Regions from separate parts of the Pan troglodytes genome. Here region 2 is linked to region 1. A link is a contact called in public HiChIP or PLAC-seq data. All regions are on one chromosome and are shown on one strand. The core of a region is the stretch at or near the end of the contact, and the rest is flanking DNA. Distances in the headings are between cores, read along the strand shown. Region 1 holds the start of SH3BP1 (SH3 domain binding protein 1). Region 2 holds the start of H1-0 (H1.0 linker histone).

What was found. HiChIP or PLAC-seq counts read pairs in DNA pulled down with a chosen protein or histone mark.
Region 2: an H3K4me3 HiChIP or PLAC-seq map of stem cell-derived excitatory neurons shows a contact between it and region 1, with 5 times the contacts expected there. The contact joins the promoter of H1-0 here to the promoter of SH3BP1 in region 1. A contact is called at or near these places in 1 of 7 Hi-C or Micro-C datasets (blood) and 1 of 1 datasets of contacts at active chromatin or transcription factors (stem cell-derived excitatory neurons).

What each region holds. Positions count from the first base shown.
Region 1 is chr23:39,651,401-39,654,219 of NHGRI_mPanTro3-v2.0_pri, reverse strand. SH3BP1 (SH3 domain binding protein 1) reads right to left here and starts at 1,357. Exons shown (of 18, transcript XM_024352615.3): 1 at 1,119-1,357. The coding sequence starts at 1,177.
Region 2 is chr23:39,814,686-39,817,407 of NHGRI_mPanTro3-v2.0_pri, reverse strand. H1-0 (H1.0 linker histone) reads right to left here and starts at 1,336. Exons shown (of 1, transcript XM_009438368.5): 1 at 1-1,336. The coding sequence starts at 851. The coding sequence ends at 267.

The sequences.
Region 1 (2,819 bases), core at 108-2,607:
AGTCAGAGCACATTCCATGGGGGTGGGAATAGGATACATGGGTTTTTCCTCTTCCACCCAGGGCTGTGTCCTGAGAGAGGGCGGACAGATGAAACTAAAGGGGAGGCTGAGAGACCCACCCGGGGCCCAGCTTTGGGACACAGAAGCCTCTTTTCTGCCCACTCCCAAATCCTCAGCCCACCCCGGGATGAGGAGTATTAGCTGGCCCCAAGAACGGGAAGTGCAGGAGCTCAGACTCCTAGGCACAGTCACACAGCACTCTGGACTACAGCTGTGGGCAGGGGTGCACAGGCCCTTGGCCCCCACCTGGGGACACATGGGGGATGCCAAGGCCCACTGCAAGGTGGTCTGACTGTCCAGGCTATGTAGGCATCTGTGCCAGTGTGAGACTAGAACCAGGTCTCTGGACACCCAGTCCCCTCCCTGGACCCAGAGAATGGGGAACTCCTGAGGCTGGGGGAAGAGGAGCAGAGAAGACAGGCTCTCAGAAGCTCCCCAAACTTCCGGCCTCCGTGCCACCGGCTCAGAGACTGGGGGTGGGAGCTGGGAGACCTGGGGATGTTTCCACCTGAGTCCAGGAAAAGCAGAAACGAGACAGAGAAGCAGGAGGCCCCTGGGCTGGGGGGAGCGGGAGGGGAAGGGACGCTGCAGGCCAGGGGCAGGCCCCTCCTCCCACCAGGCCAGGACCCATCTCCTCCCCTCGCCCCAGGTCTGTGGCCCTAATCGACCCTCCTCCCTCCCCGGCCCAGCAAGCAGAGGTGGTGAACTGCCCCATTGTCCAGAGAGGACAAGTGAGGTCAGGAGGACCATCCACTTAGAGACTCGTGGAGGCAGAGAAGTCCCAGCGTCCTAGGGCAGAGAGCATTCTCTCGCCTGAAGCCCCCTCCAATCCGGTAAGGGGGGGCATCCCTTCCCCCAAAGGCCACCCCTGCTCCTCCAGCTCTGCCCGAGAGACGGGGGCGGCGTTCAGAGAGGAGGAAGAGAGGGCAGGAGTCTGGCCGCTCAGAGGGTGGCTGCCCAGCTGTCCCCAGCCTCCCCACCCCCGTCTCCCCCGACCCTTTTACGACCCCTCAGGTCCTGCCGGGGTAAGAGTGGGGCTGGAAGGGGGTGACACTCACCGTCCCAAGCTGCCCGTCTGGGCCAGCTGCCGCATGCGGTGCAGCTGCCTCTTCATCATCTTGGGGGCGAGCTGGGGGCTGCGGGGTCACGGCGGGGGTCGCGGGCCCGGGGAGCCCCCGGTCCAGCCTGCCTCTCCTGCGGCGCGGTTCTTGCCCCGGATGGGTGGGCGGCGCTCTCGCTTCCTGGGCCGCCGCGCGGCTCTTGCTGGCGGCCGGCTCTCTCCTCCCCCGCTCACGACTCCGCCCCCGGCCCCCAGGTCACTCCTCTCTCCAAGTTGGTTTCCTCGCTCTCCCCCGGCTTCCGGGCCCCCCGGCGACCCCCGGCCGGGCCCCCGCTGCTGTGTGTCCGCCGGCCGCGGCCGTCCACAGGTTGTGCCCGGCTCCTCCTCCCCGCAGCGCCCCGCCCAGCCCCGGTGGCGGGAAGCAGGTAAGCCCGTTCCTGCCCCTGCGCCTGCAACCCGCCCCAGGCAGGGTGCCTGCCCCACCCGCAGCCTGCAGGCCCGAGGTATAAATAACCTTTGCATCCCTCGCAGAGAGGAAAGGGTGCCAAGCGAAAGAGGGGTAGGCCTTTCTGACCTGTCCTGGCCCCTCTGGGCCTGCCGCGGATACTGCCTTGCACTCTCTTCCGCAGAGGACCTCTGGCCCCCTGGAACTAAACCCCCCCACCACTGGATGACTGGCTGGGAGCTTTGGCTTCCTGGGGCCACGGGCTGCTGTGTGGCCGTGGACAAGCCCCTGGAACTCCGGACTCGCTGTTTCTAATGGTCTGATGGGCCAGCTGTCCTGGGCCTGCCCATTCTGCAGAGTGGACAAGACACCCCTGCCAGCTCCCTTTAAGGGAGGTGTGTGCCACCCCTCAGCCACCAGGAACCCTCCCAGAGCGGTTTGCGACACCCTGTTCTCCACATGTCCTGGCAGTTTGCTCCATCTGTGAAGCCCGTCTCCTCTCATTCCTCCTGGCAAACAGCCTCAGTCCCCCTTCCTTCTTGTAGGGCAATGATGTAGGTGCTGCTCTGACTGCCCCCAGACTCAGTAGTTCTCCTCTTTGGCCCTCCACTCAACAGAGTTAGGCATAACTGCTGGTTTTACAAGATGTGAGCGCCTTTAGGAAACAGTAGGCTCTCCTTACCCTGCACCCCTGTGGCATCAGGAGCCGCAGGCGTGGGGAAGAGGGGAGGGTGTGCCCCAGAGTCCTGCCACACCCTCTGCACTTTGCTTTGTTAGTTTCAGTTTAGTTTGAGACTATTTGAGCCACTACTGTGTGCCGGTACAGACTGGGCGCCTCTCAGAGGCAGGACCTTGGCCCCACACATCTCCATACTCCCAGCGCCTAGCCCAGGGCCTGGCACACTCACTGGCTGCTTCTCTCCTCCCTAATGAGGCAGGCCTCATTGGGGGTGGGAGGAGCTGAGAAGGGAACCCAACAGCTGCCTGCTATGGCCAGAGCCTCCCAGATGGGAGCCCACCTGAGTGTGGAATCCTGGTGGGAAGTTGGGAGGCTCCAAGATCAAAGCTCAGGCCAGGATGAGATGTCAGGCAAGGTTCCCTCCCCCATCTCCCTTTTCCCAACAGGAAGGCTGCTGGCCAGTGACTATGGGTGGCATGGCAAGGGAACCTCAGGTGCCATCCTTCCTGTCCCTCGGGAAGTCTCTGGACTATGTGGTGCCCCCGCTGTTCCAGCCAAGCCTCCAGCCCAGACCA
Region 2 (2,722 bases), core at 87-2,586, 160 kb before region 1:
CCCCGCAAATCCCTAACCCCGTAAGTAGGTTAATAGCAAAACAAAATATAAGTACATTCTCATCATTAGATTGGTTGTTGCTGTCCTTGCACAACTGGTTAAGGAAAAATGAATTATTCTGTAATTTCTGAAGAATCCAAATCCTGTCTCTTATAAAGTCAGAAGGGGGCAAAAGGTGGTGGTGAGCATCAAGAGAGAAAAAAGGAGAAAATTATTTACAGAAAATAGGAGACAGGAGGGAGTGTCCGCAAGAAAAGACTTCATTGTCACTTCTTCTTGCCGGCCCTCTTGGCACTGGACTTTGCTTTGGGTTTCACTGGTTTGGCCTTTTTGGGCTTGGATGCCTTGACCGGCTTGGCTTTGACAGTCTTGGGTTTTTTGGCTTTCTTGGGTGTGGCAGCCAGCTTCTTCTTGGCTTTCTTGACTGGGGTGGCTTTGGGTTTCTTGGTTGGGGCTTTGGAGGCAGCCTTCTTGGGCTTGGATGCCTTCTTTGGCGTGGCTACCTTCTTGATTTCCTTCTTGGTCTTCTTGAAGGCCACTGACTTCTTGGGCTCGTCGCTCTTGGCTAGCCGGAAGGACCCCGAGGCCCCCACCCCTTTGGTCTGCTTGAGGACACCGGTGGTGACCAGGCGCTTGATGGACAACTTGATCTGCGAGTCAGCGTTCTCACCCACCTTGTAGTGGCTCTTGATATACTTCTGAATGGACTGGCGCGAGGAGCCAGCGCGGTTCTTCTCGGCCTGGATAGCAGCCACGATCATGTCTGAATACTTGGGGTGGTCTGTGGACTTCTTGGAGGCCTTGGCCCGCTTGGGCTTGGCCGCAGGGGCGGACGTGGAATTCTCGGTCATGGTGGCCTGTCTGGTCCGGCTGTTGAAGGCGCCTTCCAAAGGGCCAGCCCTCGTCGGAGGCTGAGCAAAGCCTGCCTCGGGATCTGCTCCTGAGCCCCTGACTACCGGGCCAGGCCGGAGTGCGGCTCCCGGGGATGCGAGCGAGGAGTCGCTGCTTTTCCTCCCCGGCTCGGGTGTCGGGAGAGCTCGCCGAGCCGGCTTTGCGAGGCCCAGCCCCGCCGGTCTGTCGCTTGGTCTCGGCACCGTGCTCTGCCTCTGCCTCCGCCTCCTCTGCCTCCCTTTTCCCAGCTCCGCGTCTGGCGCTTGGGCGGCGCATCCGGGTATTTAGCGGCGGCGGGCGGACCGCGGTGAGGACAGGGCTGCTGGCTGCCTGCTCCCGGCCCGGAATGGCGCTGCGCCGCCGCCATCTGTGTTTCTTCCGCCGAGCAAATCCGACCTTTCCCCCCGGCCCGGGCCTTCCTGCTCCCCGCCGCCGCCCTGGGCCGCTGCCTGGCTCCCTGGGCTTCCCCGCCGGGCGGCCCGCTGGCCCGGCCGCCGCCCCCCGCGCCCGCCACGCACCCCAAACGGCGCCGAGGACCGCTGGTGTGCCGGCACATTTCCCCTTTGCGGGGGGCTGGCTCTGCGGGGCTAGGGAGCCTCGGTGCGGGAAACCCCCCGTAGCAAAGCTCTCCCCTGAGGCTACCGGGGGCTCTGCTCCCGGCCTGCTGCGGGGTCCCCTAGCCCGGTGGAACTGCCGGAAAGCGGCCCCAACTAACACACGCGGCCCCGAGCTGGGCGACTCCCAACCGGGCCGAGCCGGGACAGGGGGGAGGGGTCGCTCCCCCGGGGTCCGGTCACCTCTCGGGGGTCACCCCGCCACCGGTCCCTCCACACCTCTACCCCTCTCTGTCCATGGGGCCCCCAAGGAAACTTTCCCTGAAAGAGTTGGAAGGGTACTTTCAAACTTTGTCCCTTCCCCCTCCTCTGCCGTCTCTCCCCCAGCGCGCCCCCCGACCTCTGCCTTGAGGTTCCCTCCTGAGGCCGAACCCCCAGTGCTGCCCGGACCCTCTGAGAGATGAGGAGGGCCTCCCGGGTGGCCTCTTCTCCTCAAAGACCCCTACATCTCCCATATACCCTAATCGGGAATTCATTTATGTGCTTCTCTTAGCCTGGAAGTTTTGGGGTGTCAGAGACAGAACTCGCTGCCCCCCATCCGTGAGGCCCAGCCTGGGGGTTCAGTCCCCGTCCCAAGGCTCCTTGAAGGCAATGTGGGGGCGGGGGAGGGCGGTCCACAATGGAGAAGCTGCCCCAGAAGCTCTAACCAGGGACGGTCCGGGGGGCCCCTGTAATGAGGAGAGGCCCTGAGTGCTTTGGGGACTTGGGAAAGCGGGGCGCTAGGGTAGAGGTCGAGGAGGGGGTTATGTCCCTTGGATTGTGACCTGTCCTCGGAAAGTGTGGAGTTGTTCAGAGAGCCGTGGCCGCGACCACCGCCATTTTGCTGGGAAGATGCGATGTCTTTGTTAAAATGCACACAGATTTTCCCGTGCTGCTTGGCAGGTGTAGACGAGGCGGACACGGGGCGCCACTGTCTGTAGGGAGTTCTGAAGCTCGAGGGGCTTTAGGGGCCCAGAGGCCAGCAGGAGAGACCTCAGAGACCCTAGGACCCCTTGTCTGCGGCCGACCTCCTACTCACGTGCCGGGTCCGCTTGGCAGCGGCCCTGGGCTGAGATTCTGCGACGCTTGCTCCCTGGGCCCCTCTCCCACAACCCCGCTTTTATTCCCTAAGCATAGAGGCCGGTCACTGTTCACTTAAACAATACCCTGGGAGTGGGAGTTTGTTGCTGGTCAAAATGATGAACGCATCCCGGTATGGTCCAAGAGCTGTTTGCAGA